Linked DNA regions of Mus musculus: all the other regions are linked to region 3. The links are chromatin contacts, called in public HiCAR-type and promoter capture Hi-C maps. All regions are on one chromosome and are shown on one strand. The core of a region is the stretch at or near the end of the contact, and the rest is flanking DNA. Distances in the headings are between cores, read along the strand shown. Region 1 holds the start of Dcp1a (decapping mRNA 1A). Region 2 holds the start of Chdh (choline dehydrogenase). Region 3 holds the start of Ccdc66 (coiled-coil domain containing 66). Region 4 holds the start of Cacna2d3 (calcium channel, voltage-dependent, alpha2/delta subunit 3). Region 5 holds the start of Zmiz1 (zinc finger, MIZ-type containing 1).

The links. Promoter capture Hi-C pulls out the DNA fragments that hold promoters and counts their contacts. HiCAR-type assays count read pairs that join an accessible place to other places.
Region 1: a contact with region 3 is called in a HiCAR-type map of astrocytes, with 6 times the contacts expected there. The contact joins the promoter of Dcp1a here to the promoter of Ccdc66 in region 3. A contact is called at or near these places in 6 of 39 promoter capture datasets (the 3T3-L1 cell line, cranial neural crest, frontonasal cranial neural crest and 3 more) and 1 of 115 datasets of contacts at active chromatin or transcription factors (astrocytes).
Region 2: a HiCAR-type map of astrocytes shows a contact between it and region 3, with 4 times the contacts expected there. The contact joins the promoter of Chdh here to the promoter of Ccdc66 in region 3. A contact is called at or near these places in 1 of 39 promoter capture datasets (hippocampal neurons) and 1 of 115 datasets of contacts at active chromatin or transcription factors (astrocytes).
Region 4: a promoter capture Hi-C map of hippocampal neurons shows a contact between it and region 3, with 11 times the contacts expected there. The contact joins the promoter of Cacna2d3 here to the promoter of Ccdc66 in region 3. A contact is called at or near these places in 3 of 39 promoter capture datasets (cranial neural crest, hippocampal neurons and maxillary cranial neural crest) and 1 of 115 datasets of contacts at active chromatin or transcription factors (astrocytes).
Region 5: a promoter capture Hi-C map of pre-B cells shows a contact between it and region 3, with 4 times the contacts expected there. The contact joins the promoter of Zmiz1 here to the promoter of Ccdc66 in region 3.

Annotation. Positions count from the first base shown.
Region 1 is chr14:30,478,250-30,480,949 of GRCm38.p6, forward strand. It overlaps Dcp1a (decapping mRNA 1A), which reads left to right and starts at 1,316. Exons shown (of 10, transcript NM_133761.3): 1 at 1,316-1,567. The coding sequence starts at 1,373. It also overlaps a transcript of Cacna1d not described here.
Region 2 is chr14:30,007,729-30,010,428 of GRCm38.p6, forward strand. It overlaps Chdh (choline dehydrogenase), which reads left to right and starts at 1,272. Exons shown (of 8, transcript NM_001136240.1): 1 at 1,272-1,505. Il17rb (interleukin 17 receptor B) reads right to left here and starts at 1,168. Exons shown (of 11, transcript NM_019583.3): 1 at 1,004-1,168. The coding sequence starts at 1,063.
Region 3 is chr14:27,507,029-27,509,728 of GRCm38.p6, forward strand. It overlaps Ccdc66 (coiled-coil domain containing 66), which reads right to left and starts at 1,432. Exons shown (of 18, transcript NM_177111.3): 1 at 1,394-1,432. The coding sequence starts at 1,404.
Region 4 is chr14:29,720,450-29,723,149 of GRCm38.p6, forward strand. Cacna2d3 (calcium channel, voltage-dependent, alpha2/delta subunit 3) reads right to left here and starts at 1,415. Exons shown (of 38, transcript NM_009785.1): 1 at 1,197-1,415; 2 at 423-504. The coding sequence starts at 1,318.
Region 5 is chr14:25,457,798-25,460,497 of GRCm38.p6, forward strand. Zmiz1 (zinc finger, MIZ-type containing 1) reads left to right here and starts at 1,388. Exons shown (of 24, transcript NM_001310666.1): 1 at 1,388-1,759.

The DNA of each region.
Region 1 (2,700 bases), core at 66-2,565, 3.0 Mb after region 3:
AAATTAGGGACTAGACCTTGGTGGCTAGTGTTAGGAATAAAATCTAACAGTTTTTAGCAAGGCAGAGGGAAAAGGGGAGAAGAGCAAGGTCTGCCAGAACCTTGCCTGCCATGCTGGAACTGGTAGTGAGGTTCCTTCACTACCTTTCCTGGCTCAGATGGCAATAAGGACGCCACCCTCTGGAATTCAAAGAGAGACATCTATCATGGGGCTGTTTGCTTGCGTTTAGTTTCTCCTAGAGCCAAAAGAGTTGGAAGCTCGGAGCTGGCAACCACTCAATAAGATCAGTGAGTGTGTACAGAAGTGAAGGGTGAATAACCGATAGGCGGCTGTTCCAGCTTTTGTAGTTGCTTCACACGCGGTTCTGTCAAGAATGTAAAGTTTGCCCTTCCATTAGTATGTAAAACCACAAGCAACACAAATATGTGGGGGTACTTTGAGAAAATGTAAAGTTTATCCTTTCAAAAATGTTCATTTGTGCTGAGATGTCTTCAATAAAGAGAAACGATGGTTTTTAAAGCAACTCAATGAAAACAGCCTGAGCACTTTGCTTTACCTCTTAGTACTTCCTGATCCCTTAAAATGCCCAATAAATGTTTTCTTTTTAAAAGAGATCTACTTACTATTTTAAATAATAGACGTCTCTATAGAACAATAGAAATATTTATCTGGGACCCAGATGAGGAAAAAGACGAGCAAAAGAGGGTAGGCCAAGTCTATTGTAGTTCCAGGCAGGCTAGTTTGGCTGCTTTGAAACATTTCTTTCAAAAGTTACCAAACTGTTAAGAGTGAAGGTGCACTCTGAGGTCAGAAGTGACGGACAGCTCCCCTTCCTCATTTGGACTGAGTTTTCTTTTTTCTTTTTTTAAAGATTTATTTATTTTATGTATATGAGTACACTGTAGCTGTACAGATGGTTGTGAGCCACCATGTGGTTGCTGGGATTTGAACTCAGGACCTTTCGGAAGAGCAGTCAGTGCTCTTAAACGCTGAGCCATCTCTCCAGCCAGGTCTGAGTTTTCTAAATGGTACGTGGAGACCTCATGTCCTCAGCAGCAAGCATTTCGATTCTGCGCCGGAACCCGAGTTAGGGACTGCGCTGGGGTGCAGCCTCCCCGGCAGGAGTCAGGTTCATTCAGGGAACCGGTTCACACCCCGCCAGGTGAGAGAGGTCTCCGGACTATCAGCTCACGGCTCCACCGCGCAGGCGCGGGGGCCTGTCTCTTCCGGCAGACGCGGCCCGAAGAAAATCGGAACCAGGGCTCCTGGCGCACAGGAGCAGCGGATGAGATTAGCTGAAGTACCACGCTCGGCAAGGCTGGGCCGGTAGGCGGAAGTGGAGGGCTGACTGAGCTGGGGGAACTTTGCCTGGATGGCACTTTCCTGTTCCACAGTCCGCCCCCGCCGGAGGGGCTCGGCTCTGAGATCCAAGATGGAGTTGTTGAGTCGAGCTGAGCAAGAGATGAGTCTGGCGGCCTTGAAACAACACGACCCCTATATCACCAGCATCGCAGACCTCACGGGCCAGGTCGCCCTGTACACTTTCTGCCCCAAAGCCAACCAGTGGGTGAGTGAGGCCCGGCCGGGGACAAGGCCAGCCTGGCCGCTGCCGCCTCTTAAAGGGACCGCGCAGACAGCTGAGGATTGGGGGTGGGGGAGAGAAGCAGGAGCCCAGGACCGCAAAGGCGAGGCCGGGACCTCTCCCAAAACCGGGTCCGGAGCCAAAGAGGTGACCGGGGCACGCGGAATTGAAAGAATGTAGCGGAAGGAGTAGACCAGAGACAGAGCAGGGAAATCGGATGGAGGAGAGAAACGAGGCAGGATCAGTCTTTTTGGGTCGGTTCTCGGGGCTTGAGGTTGCATTGGTAAAATATGAGACAAGTTAATTTTAACAAGTGAGTGAAAGCCTGTGTTTGAAGACTTTGAGGACTCTTAGATACATGTACTTGATGGAAGAGTCCGCTCCTCTTTCCCTGCCGACCTAAATGTGATGGTTTGGATTTGAAGCTTTAAAAATCAGCTTCAGGAGTTAGACCAGCTTTAGTCGAACTACTCTGTATCTCTGGAATTTGAGGAAAATTTTCAAGGCTACTTCAGTAAGAACTGGATTCCTTGGAGACGTTTGCAAGAAAAAGAGACCAGTGCTAGGACCTTTGATGGCTCCCTTCTTTTGGGATTGTGTGAGTGGCATAGAGTTGCAGAAGTTACTTTGTCTACTCGCAGATTCTAGTTAACCTCAACTCGAAGCACCTGTGTACACGGCCCCTTTTCTTGTGCTCCGTTTTTCCTCATTCACTCATTGGGCTATACAGAGGTTCGGTTTTAGAACATTAAAGCTCAACACCTGCGCTGAAAACCCGAGTTAACGCTGTTGCAGCAAAAGAAAGAATACTAATGTTCGATTTTCTTGTTTATTTCTTGTAGTACAGGAACTCAAACCCAAGACCCCCTGATAGCAGGCAGGCACTGTTCCTCTACCACTGGGCTATATACCCACCCCGAGTTACAATTTCTTAGTCACATTTTCAGTTGTTTATTTTAAAACCCTACCAAATTTGCCTAAGGCAGAGAATGGTTTCTATCCATGATTCTTAACAAAGTTCTGAAAATAATAAATTGTGTTTGGTAACCGCAAAATGTGTAACTTGTGAAAATATTCCTAAATCCTCCAGAAATGAAACAAAGGATCTTATAAGAAAA
Region 2 (2,700 bases), core at 22-2,521, 2.5 Mb after region 3:
AATAGTATATTGAGCCTAAAACATTTATTTTAGTTGTCAGTAATCTTCAGTGGCAAGACACAATGTGACAAACCCAAAGGACTCTTAAGATCTCAGCTCTCTCATTTCCAAAACCTTGGTGAAGGCAGAAAGCAGAGGTTTTGATGGAGCAAATGGGGTTTGGATGATGTCATCCACTGTCCTTTGCTTTGTGACATTCTCTTATTAAGCAAATGAGCCACCTACTAGGAACCAAGTTCTACTTGAATGGGAGCAAGACAAGGTGTGTAGGAAAAGCCAGGTGAGGGCTCTACATTTTGCAGAGTTCATTCAATGTTCTTCACAGCTGCCCCCAGGACAGTTTTTTTCTCTTGCACAGAGACGGCAAGGGCTTCAGGACACCATAAATAAGCTGTGACTTTCCACAGTCACCAAGGATGCCTTCCAATGTGTGAAGAGAGCAGGGCTTGCATCTGAATGCCTTGTTGAGGATGCGCTTTTCCCTCCTAGAAAGATTCTTTCATTCATGGGGACTGGAGAAGAAAGGAAAGCTGCCTTCAGGAGTTAACATGGCCCTAGACAGAAAGGAAAAGCAAGCAAGCAAACTGATGCAGGCTGTCTGTTGACCCAAGAGGTGGGCAGCACAGATGTAAGCAGTACTGTCTTGTTTGTCATCATTAACCCAGGACAAGGCATACCTGTGTGAGTTGAGTACCACCCTTTTTCTTTTTGAGGAGAATACTACGACTCAAATGCCCAGGTGGCATCTGTGACAGTTCTAAACCTCATTCCCCTGGGAAGCAGTCTGACAACTGATACCTTCCAGGATGGCAATAGATGGGTGGTGTGAGTTCAAGACCCATCGCGGTTAGCTCAGGGGTGCAAACTGGCCCCTTTCTAAGGATGGTTCATGGACAATTCCTTGACAGTTGAGCTGGCAGGTTTTCAGGCGCTTGTCGCTTGTCAGGGTTCAGCTAAACGGATGGGAACCGAAAGGGTGCCCACAATGGAGGGGGATGCTTACCGGCTCTCGAGGCAGGGCGCTCCTGCACGATGCAGCCAAGATCAGCAACACTAGCAACATGGCCCGGCCACTGGCCACCGCCCACCACCACGCGGAGCTGGGGCCAGAGGTCCAGGGTCCTCTTATCCAGGCGCCCGCCGCAGTTCTCCGGGCTCCGCCTCCCACAGTACCGCCCTGCCCAAGCCGGCGCTGGCCTGGTCCCAAGACAGTAAAGTGGCCGCCTTGTCGCCCTCGGGGCTCGCGGGGGTAGGCGGGGTGCGAATGACTCAGGCCCGGGAGGACTGAAGCTCCAGCAGGCGCGGGGCGTGTCGAGCCCCGCGCACAGGTGTGTGCCGCAGGCCAGGTGGGGCGACCGCACCCGCGCCTGGAGCCAGACGGAGCAGCTCGCGGCACTCCCGGGACGCCAGTTAAAGAGCAGCGGGCGAGGATCAGCGGCCACTGCCTTCTCGGCTCTCCTGGCTCCTGTCCTTCGCGTCCTGGCCCAGGTGCGGAGTTGTCCCGGGTGAGTAGCTAGCTTTTCAGGTCCTAGGCTGGGTGAGGACCTGAAGCGGAGGGGCTCAAGCCACTGAAACCTTCTGGGTTTTGAGAGAACTAGCGACAGGAACTTAACAGTTACAAGGTAACAGTGATAGGAATCTCCACCCCTGGCCTCTCAGGCTTTCTGGTTAAGTGTACTCCTATAGAATGAGGCCTGGCGGTTACATCTGGGGTCCCGAAGCTGGTGTCTCAGCACTGTGGGTTCCGAGCTAAGGTTCTGACATTTGGCAGTGCTGCTTCTGCCTGAGTGAGATCTGCCCGACTCTCCACCACCTCTCGGACCTTAATTTTGGGAAGGTGGGCCAGGGACCATCCTTTTGAGATGAAATGGCTTGAGAGGGGGATAGCCCAGTATCATTTGGGGTTAGAGAAAGGGCTACAGAGCCTGGAATTCTGCTGCTTCAGCCCTTCCTATATCGTTAGCAGAGCTGGGCTCACCAGACACGTAGACAGTGGAATTGGAGAGAGCTTCAGGCACAAGTCCTGCTTCTCCCTGCTAAGAGGTTGGGTGGAGTCAAGTGGCTGTATTTGCTGAAGCCCGACTGGGATACAGACTAAATTCATCAGTGAGACAGACTTCAGGTGAAGATTCTGGTTTTGATTCACCTGGAGAAGGCTCCGTCCCTAGCCTCTGTTGGATTGCAAGGAATAGTTTCCTGAGAAACTTGTTCTGGTGCCTGACCAAGGAGATTGACAGAAGGGAGGTTGTAGCCCCACCCTCGCCTGGAACTGGGCCATCCTGGGCTCCCACTCAACCTCAGCGAGCCGTTCAGGCTCAGTGGTTCCTGGGAACAATAAGCTTTCATAGCAGCCTTTCTGACCGGTAAACCCTTGCCTGCTACCAGGGTGCAAAGGTGCATGCTCTTGGCATGGAGCTGAGCACTGTGACAGGAACATGCAAGGCCAGAGTACCTGCCCTGGTGGGAAGACAAAATGGAGACGGCCTTGTTTTCCAGCTTCTATCTGAGAACTTTGCCCTATGGGGCTGAGGAGCCAGGCAGATGTTTAGATAACAATCAGTTTCCAGTTTTGAAAAACAGCCCATGGGGCTGTGCAGAGCAAGTAGAGAGCACTCCCTCTCAGCTGAGCAAGTCACAGCCGATTGCCAACACGTGTTTACTCGGTGAGTAGCTGAGTGCCAGTCCCTGGGCTGCTCTGGC
Region 3 (2,700 bases), core at 182-2,681:
AGCTCAGCAGTGAGGAGCACTGTCTATTCTTGGCAAGCAGAACCAACATTGCAGTTAACAAGTGTCTGTAAAGGCCCCTCGGGTCACCAAGGGCACCAGCACAAGTGGCCCACAGACTTACATGCAGGCACGATACCCATTCACATAAAATTAAAATAAGTATTTAAAAAGTATGTGTATATATGTGTTCATACATACACATTTTTTTTAACCTAAGAGGGAAAAAAATACAAAAGACTTTCTTACAACTTTTCAGTGAGGCCAGCATGTGTCATGTTTAACCTGAAACCTGGTTTTTGTTACTGGTAAGAAATAAAGCAACCCAGTTATTGCAGCATCCTTTAACCTGCAGCTCTATACCAAAAGTCCCATGCTGCTACCAGAACTCCTTAGCCAGGTACAAGACATAGATAAGCTATTTATGCGTTTTTTGTTTTGTTTTGTTTTTAACAATTTCATGACTGACAGATTCCAAGGAGGAATAGACGCGACTGAAAGATGGCTAAAATGGTCACCAATGTGACGGCTGCTTAAATACAGAATTCCACACAACTTGGACTATTTCATATACTACACGATTGCTTTAGTGACTCTATTACTATCTTAATAAATAAACAATAAACTTTGGCTAATATGACACTTTACATGTCAAAAGCGCCACCATAAAGAAACGGTAAACACTACCAGCAAAACTTACGTTGTCTATTAAAGTCAACAAAATTCTGATGGGATTCTACACACAGTATTACACAGTCTTACGGGGGTGGGGTGGGAACGGGGTGGGCGTTATGTGTCTATGAACAGTAATGACGACAACGTCAAAGAGAAAATACCAAACCAAGAAATTAAGGGCGAGCAGGTTGACTAGCAACTTTAAACTCAGAGTTGCTTTGGTAGCGAGAATCAAAGTGCCTGCGTTTGTAAAAGGAAACAATCTGGGAGATATAGGTTGTCAGAGGCCACCCCGTTGCAGGACTACAAACAGCTCATGGGTACGTTAGAAGGCAACCTCTTGAATGAATCTGAAGTTGCTAAGTCTCTATACTACCGCCCCGCAAGCTTACGGGGCAGGCTGCCTCATTGATTTCTAAACTCCCAGAAGAGAACCTAACATTCAGCTTCTGGATGCGCGGTTACGTCTAGGTCTGGTGGCTGGTTTTCCTAAAACGATGAACTTCTGAAGATGAAGACCGCACCCCAGACTCGGTCCAGCCCCAGCTGAGGATGCTCCAGCTCAGTACGGGGCAGCCGTAGCTCCCCGAGCATCTCGCCCTCTGGGGCGCCATCTCCCCTCCGGGGCGCTCCAACACCACGGTCCGCGCTGGACCCGGAACCCCGCCCGCCGCCACGCGCCGGCTGAAAGTTACAGCCCAGCGAGTCCCCGCCGGCTTACCCCAGGTTCATGGCCCCGCCGCCCACCCGCAGCTCGCTCAGGTCACTTGTGTACCCAGCTTGCTGCCGCTGCTCAACAAACGCTATGCTGATTGGTTGCCGGGGGCCAGCCGAGCCAATCACAGTGGGACATGCTGGCGGGTCCGTTCGTTGATGCCGGCCTCCCCGGACTCTAGATCCCTCTCCGGGGGCGTCTGCGGTTTCTTCGTGATCACCGCCAACCTTGGGGAGCCGCCTTGGCTCTAATGGAGGTTTCCAAATAGGCAGAAACAACAGATGTAACCATTCTCTTTTATATTTGGAGGAGAGGTTTATTTAGTTGAAGGACTTGTGACGCCTAGGACACAGAGTATATGTCTCTGTCTCTTCGTGCTTCCCACACCTTACAGGCTGAAGTTCTTTAAATACTGCAGCAACAGTCACAGTGTGGACCAAACTCGTATATCCGTCGTTAGCAGTGCTATCTCTGAGGCACGAAGAGGCAAAAGGACTTGCCTGGGTCACTGACCACTTAACAATTATACTACAGATCTTATATCTAATGTGAATATGTGTATAACCCCAGCTGACGCTTTTAGACTCAGCCCAAAATTCCACTTGTTGCTCTTCCAGAGAATCCCAGTACTCACGTCAGGGGGCTAAGCCTCCTGCAGCTATATCAATCCTGGTGTCAGACTGGAGTCGGGGAGGGCGCACCCTCGGCAGCCTGTTTCAGAGTGAGTTCCAAGACACCACCATCCCTACCCCCATCCCCACCCCCACTAATCCCCACATAAAAATAAACAAATGTCACTTCCATAAAGAAGCTGCTGAGGGTAAAGTGTAAGAAGGCAATGTCAGCCGGGCGTGGTGGCGCACACCTCTAATCCCAGCACTCAGGAAGCAGAGGCAGGCAGATTTCTGAGTTCGAGGCCAGCCTGGTCTAAAAGTGAGTTCCAGGACAGCCAGAGCTATACAGAGAAACCCTGTCTCAAAAGAACCAAATAAATAAATTATTATTATTATTAGTAATAATAATAATAATAAAAGAAGGCAATGTCTACCTCCCTCCTCCTAGGATCCCAATAGTAGAGACATTATTAGGGTCACTTCCGGAGCATGCAGGAGGGTTTTCAGGAGTTTGGGCAATCCGAAAGTAAATGTAAAGTCTGCACTTAGCAAGGCTGGCGACAAGCTCAAGCTCACGGCTGGATGTGATAGCTGGGCATCTGCTCCCCTTGAGTTCCCAGAGCCCACGTGTCATTACAGCAGTATTGGATTTGGTTGGCTGAGAGGGATGCTCAGGAGGGAGTCCCACGAACCTCCCTA
Region 4 (2,700 bases), core at 165-2,664, 2.2 Mb after region 3:
GCCAATACACTGAACCCTATGACTCCCGAGCAAGGTGGAGGCTCCGAAAACAGACGCTGCCCGCCGGATTCTGCCCCTTGGAAGAAGTTAGCATCTTTTGGCCAGGGAAGCATCTGCTCTCGCACTGAGACAGCAATACCAACAACTGCGAGAAGAGCCATGCAAACACACTGTTTCCGAGCCCCAGCCAGGACAGTGCGAGTGAGTATCCTGCTTTTCTTTGTGTTTGGAATCAAGTGTCATCTAAAAATAACCGGTTGGTAGGGAGAAGTCACTGCACAGTACAATGCCAAGAACGGGAGATCAGAGACTACTCTGATAACTGATGCAGCTCTGGGCTCACGTTTGTTTGGAAAAACTAAATCTGCCTCCATTTTCTGTGCTAGAAAAATCATCGCTGTCTGTCACCACAGAAACCTTACCTTTTGCAGAAGCTGGGAGCCCGAGTACTTGGCAGCGATGGATTTTATCTCCCCACCAAAAGCGGAGGCCCACAGCTTCACTCTATGGGGAGAAAAGAGCAGAGGGAAGAAATGTAATACCAGTGTCACCGTCACACACGCGCACACACCGGGCTGTGGCTGAAAGAGCAGGGCGATAGAACATTAAAGGAAAAAGGAAAGAAAGATTAAAAAAAAAAAAAAAAAAAAAAACTCTCTCTTACAAACTACCCGCACCAAGATGTAGAGCGCAGCGCGGGATGGGGTCCGGGGTCACCGGAGTTCAGAAGGTGTAAAGCCTGGCTCTCTAAGAAGACCACGGGCTTTCATAGAAACAATTGCCTGGTTACTTAAACACCTAAAATGAGCATCACCTGGCAAATACTACTCTGAAGAAATCCACCCATCCCCACCCCCACCCCACTTCCCGGAAAAGTAGGATGGCAAGGTAGCAGAAAAGGGGACCATTAAACAGCCCGTGGAAGTTGCAGTCTGTAAACAGGCTCTAAACTTGGCGCTGTCACTTGAGGTGAACCTCTCCAGGTCTTACTCCCCAGCCCCAGGGAAAGGGCGAGAAGGTTCCACCCTAGTCTCCCGCCACTGGGTGCTGATGCTGAGAGGCAGGTGCAAGAGGCGAGGCCCGCACCCGCCGTGGGTCCTGCCCAGCCGCACCTGCAGGCGCCCAAACTTGGGCGCCCCGGGTCTCTCTCGGGCGCTAGCCGCCCCTCCCGGGGAGTCCCAACACCAGGCACTTACACGGAGAGCGGGATCTGCTGCTCGGAGCGCACCACGTCCCCCAGAGCGGCGTAGAGAAGCGCGGTGGCTAGGAGCGCCGAGGCCCCCCGGGACGCGCAGCACAGCGAGCCCGGCCCGGCCATCCTGGCGGCGGCGGCGGCGGCGGCGACTGGAGCGGCCGCGGAGAGCTGCGCCGGGCGGGCGGTGGGCGAGCGCGCTGGGCTGCCTGCTCCGCCGCGCGCCGCCCCTCCTGCCTCTCGCGCGCCCGGCTCACTTGGGGAGCAGGGGGGGGGGGGAAGCAGCGGGGTACGGGGGGAGGGGAGGGGAGGGCGGAGAGGAGGCGGGAGGGAGCACTGGGGAGTAGGCAGGCGCGGGAGGAGGGAGCGAGACGCGCCTCTTGCCGCGGCAGCTGCCCAGCCCCGCCTCGGCGGCCCCGGGGAGTCCGGCGAGCCGCGGCGGGAGGGCGGGAGGCGCCTCGCGGGCGGAGACTCGCAAACTCAAGTGTCCTTGGCCGCCACGGCTCGTGCCTCGCCCGGTCCGGCCCACTGCGGCCGCTGAGTTCTTTACAACTCCGCAGTCCGCCGCCACGGGCGCGACTCTCGGGTGGCCCCGGGCGGTCCCCAGGCCCTGGCGACCGGAGCGGAATGGGGGTGGGCGGCTCGGGAGCGAGGCCGAGGACCCCGATGCTCCACACTTTGCCAGTAGTTGATCTGGTCAGGAGCCCCGGGGACTGGTCAGGGGCGTTGTGGTGGGGGGCTGCGGAGCCTAGAGGTGGTGCGACCCCCTCCCGATTCCCCTCACGGTTCCTTGGGAAGAGGCAGAAGTCTGGAAGAAGCCAGCGGGCGGCGGCAGCGGCAGTGGACCGGCTCGTATAGCGGCAGAACGGGCTGGGGATGGGACAAGGGGGTCGGGTTCTAGGGAGTGCACCGCGGCGTGGCCGCCCATCGCTGCTCCACCGCCGCGGCGACTGGAGGAAAGCGCGGAGGGTGGCGCTGCAGTCGCGGCGCGGGCACCCGGCGGCCGCACAGCTACCGCTGGCGTTCCGGACCACGGGCCGGGGTGCTTTCAAGCCTACTGAAGCTCGGGGTCCGGGGTCCGCACTGCTACACGGTGCACCCAGGGACCAGGATGCCCGGGCGGGAAAGGAAGCAAACGCAGCGGAAAGTCCAACCTGACCGGCAGACACCCTTAATTCTGCGGGGGGAGGAGGGGGGTTCAGATTGCTCCGAGCACGGAGGTTCCGCACACCAGCCCCCGCCCGGGAAGAGGCAGCTGAGCGCGGGCGAGGCTTCTGAATACCCACAGGGAAAGCCCCAGGATGTCTCTTTTGCCGCGGCCCCACCCTTAGAAAAACCTTGTCCCCCATCCTCGTTCAAGCTCTAGGGTGTGACTAGGAACTTTGTGGAGCCCTCGCGCGGGCTGACGGTAAAGACCCGAGTGAGGCTGAGTCATCCTCGCCTGGCGGAGCAAACTCGGGCGACCTGGGGCAGCCGTGCGCTCCTGACCTCGCCTAGTCTCCGAACGC
Region 5 (2,700 bases), core at 138-2,637, 2.0 Mb before region 3:
CAAAACGCGGAGCACGGAGTTATCGCCACACCTGGAGTCCCTAGCGGGCTCAGACCCAAGCCTCCCCCGCCTGTCCTGAAGGGGAGCGCGTGCGCGCGCGCGCGCGCGCGCGGGTCCAGCCTAGACGCTTGTTGTCTTTAGGACTACATTACCTCTAATCGAGAGGCGGGTGGGGTTGAGGAAGGGATGTGGAAGAGTAAGGGGAACATGTGTGGTATGTGTACGCGAATGTGAGAGGTAGTGCACGGGGGAATGCCTCGTGTTTTGTTTTGTTTTTAAACGTACCGGGGGTGGTGTACACTATATTTGTGTGTTCAATTGTATGACTCCAGGTGCACGGGCATAACTGGGATGGAAAGTGTGTGTACAAGTGTGTGGAGGGGGTCATGCGTGCTATGAGAAGTATGCGTGCCATGCTGTAAGGTAGGCGCAAACCCGTTTGCCGTTTGTGTAGGAGTTTCTGTGTGAGTGGTAATGGACAAGAGCCAAAGGGAGTGCGCACTTGGATACACTTGGGGGCCGGTCTGTGAGGGGAACCTCCGCAAGTGAGCGCACCTAACTGCTTCGTGAGTGCTCTTCGCCACTGTAGGAGTGGAGCCCAGCCCTGGGCTGTGGGCTTGGTTGGGTTATTTCCACCTCTGCAAAGCGGGAGCGCTCGGCTCTCAGCGCCCCAGGCGCTCCCTACCAGGCACTAAGGCGTCCTTGCTCTTAACTTCAAGTAGTAGTGGGTATTTATGGTTCTCGCTGCACCTCTCGCTCTTTCTCAAGATGTCAATGGAGGCGCACTTTAGTCTCCCCTGCGTCACCGGTGGTAGTGAAGGTTAGGGTCCTCTCACCCTCTCTCACCCTGTTTTAGGAATAATCCCAAAATCTACATGGAAGTTTCGCACACAGTGTCTCATTAGCAATCCAGTCACCCCAATTCAGATAGCTGACAGCACCTGAGGTCTCAGTGCACTCCTGCAGGGGACCAGTAGGAAGCGGGGTACGCCTTCTGGAAGTAATTTTGCTCCTACCAATGTGATCCCTTCCTAGGCACATCAGTCTCTCCGCTCCAAACTTATGGGATGCGGAGAGGGGGGCGTTAAAGAGCAGCGAAGGGAGGCGAGAAGAGGGACGAGAGTGAACGAGCAGCAGAGGAGGGTGAGGGTGGCGCGGTGCCTAACAGGGTTCGGAAAAGAGCTGAGACCTGGGAACGGAGAAGAAAGGGAGGAAAAGAAGGGAAAGGAGAGAGGCGGAAAGGAAAGGAAAAGAGAAAAGGAGAGCGCAGCGAGCGCGCAGATGGAGAGCGAACCAAGGCAAGCAGAGCTGCGCGCCGGAGGCGCGGCACTCCGCTCCCGCCGTGACTCCGTGCCGGCTTTTGCGGGAGGCCGGCGGCGCGGGGCCCTTTGGAAATAGAATAGCCAATGTAATCTGACACTTCAACTTGCTCGGCTCCGGGCGAGTTGATTCACTTACTCACCCCCTAACGCCGAGTTCCTTTTCACTGTCTGTGGACATTAAAAAAGCGAGCGGCGGCGGCGGCGGGCGCCCGGGAGAGCAAGCTGCCGGCCGGGCGAGCAGCGATCCGGCTGCAGAGCAAGCGAGCAGCGCCCGCGCAGCGCGCTGACCCTAGCCCCGGCCGGTGAGGAGCCGGAGCCGGAGTCGGAGCCGAGTGGATTTCCGCGCTCTCGCTGCGCTCCTCCCGGCTCCAGCCTGCCCTACACGGCGGTGGCGGCGGCGCGTCCTCCAGCGGTGGCAGTGGTGCTCGCAGCGCCCGGTAAGTTTGGGGACAGAGCCAAGCGCCCGTTAACACCGAGGCTTCCACCCGCTCCCGGCGGATCATCGGGGTGCGAGCGCCGTGTACTATACTAGGGCTTTCCTCTTAAAGGTTTAGCTCTGGCCGGGCGAAAGAAGCCAGCCGTGCAGGCTCGGCCCGCTGCTCTGGCCGCCGGGGGCGGAGGCTCTGGCCACCAGCGAGCGCCCAGCTTGTGTAGAGCGGCTCCGGATGAGCGCGGGGACCCGGGGTTCTTCGGGTGTACGGGGCGCCGGTGCGGTTGTGCGCTCGGACTCGGTGCCCGCCTCCTGCCGGCGCGCCTCCCAGCCGTCGCTCCGATCAGTCGGGAGCCAGCCGGGATACGGATTCGGAGGAGGGAGGAGAGGACCCGGGAAGGACTGGCTGCTTCTCCCTTGCCTCTTTTGGAAAGATGTGAAGTTGTGCTCCTGTGTGCGTAGGAGAACCTCCGGGAAGGCGCTGGATTCTAGGGTGGCAAGGGTTGGTGGTGTTAAGTTGTGCCTCCGAATTTCTATGGAGAACACACTTTTGTACATGGGAGATGGGGGCGCGGTTAAGTTGTTTTGGGGGGAGAATAGCCCAGGGAAACGCGGCGCGTGGCTGAAGCAGGACACGTTGAAGAGATGTGTCGAGGCTTCTCGTTCGGGCTTCGGAAGCCGAAGGGGCTTTCAGGCCAACGCCTGGCCGGGGCTGCCCCAGTCGGGAGGCGAGCCCAAGGGGAAGATGTGTCTGTGTGTGTGTGCGCGCGCGTTGCAAATACGAAAGTAATTTCCCCGTGTTCTTTCTTCCTCTCTGTCTCCGGCGGCGGTGGCCCCGGGGGAGTGGGAGGCCGACCCGGGAGGAGATTGAGGGGCCGGGCCGGAGCTGAAGCTCGGTCCGGATTGTGGGAGGGAAGCTCAGAAAGCTTGTTTCACATTCCTGGCGTC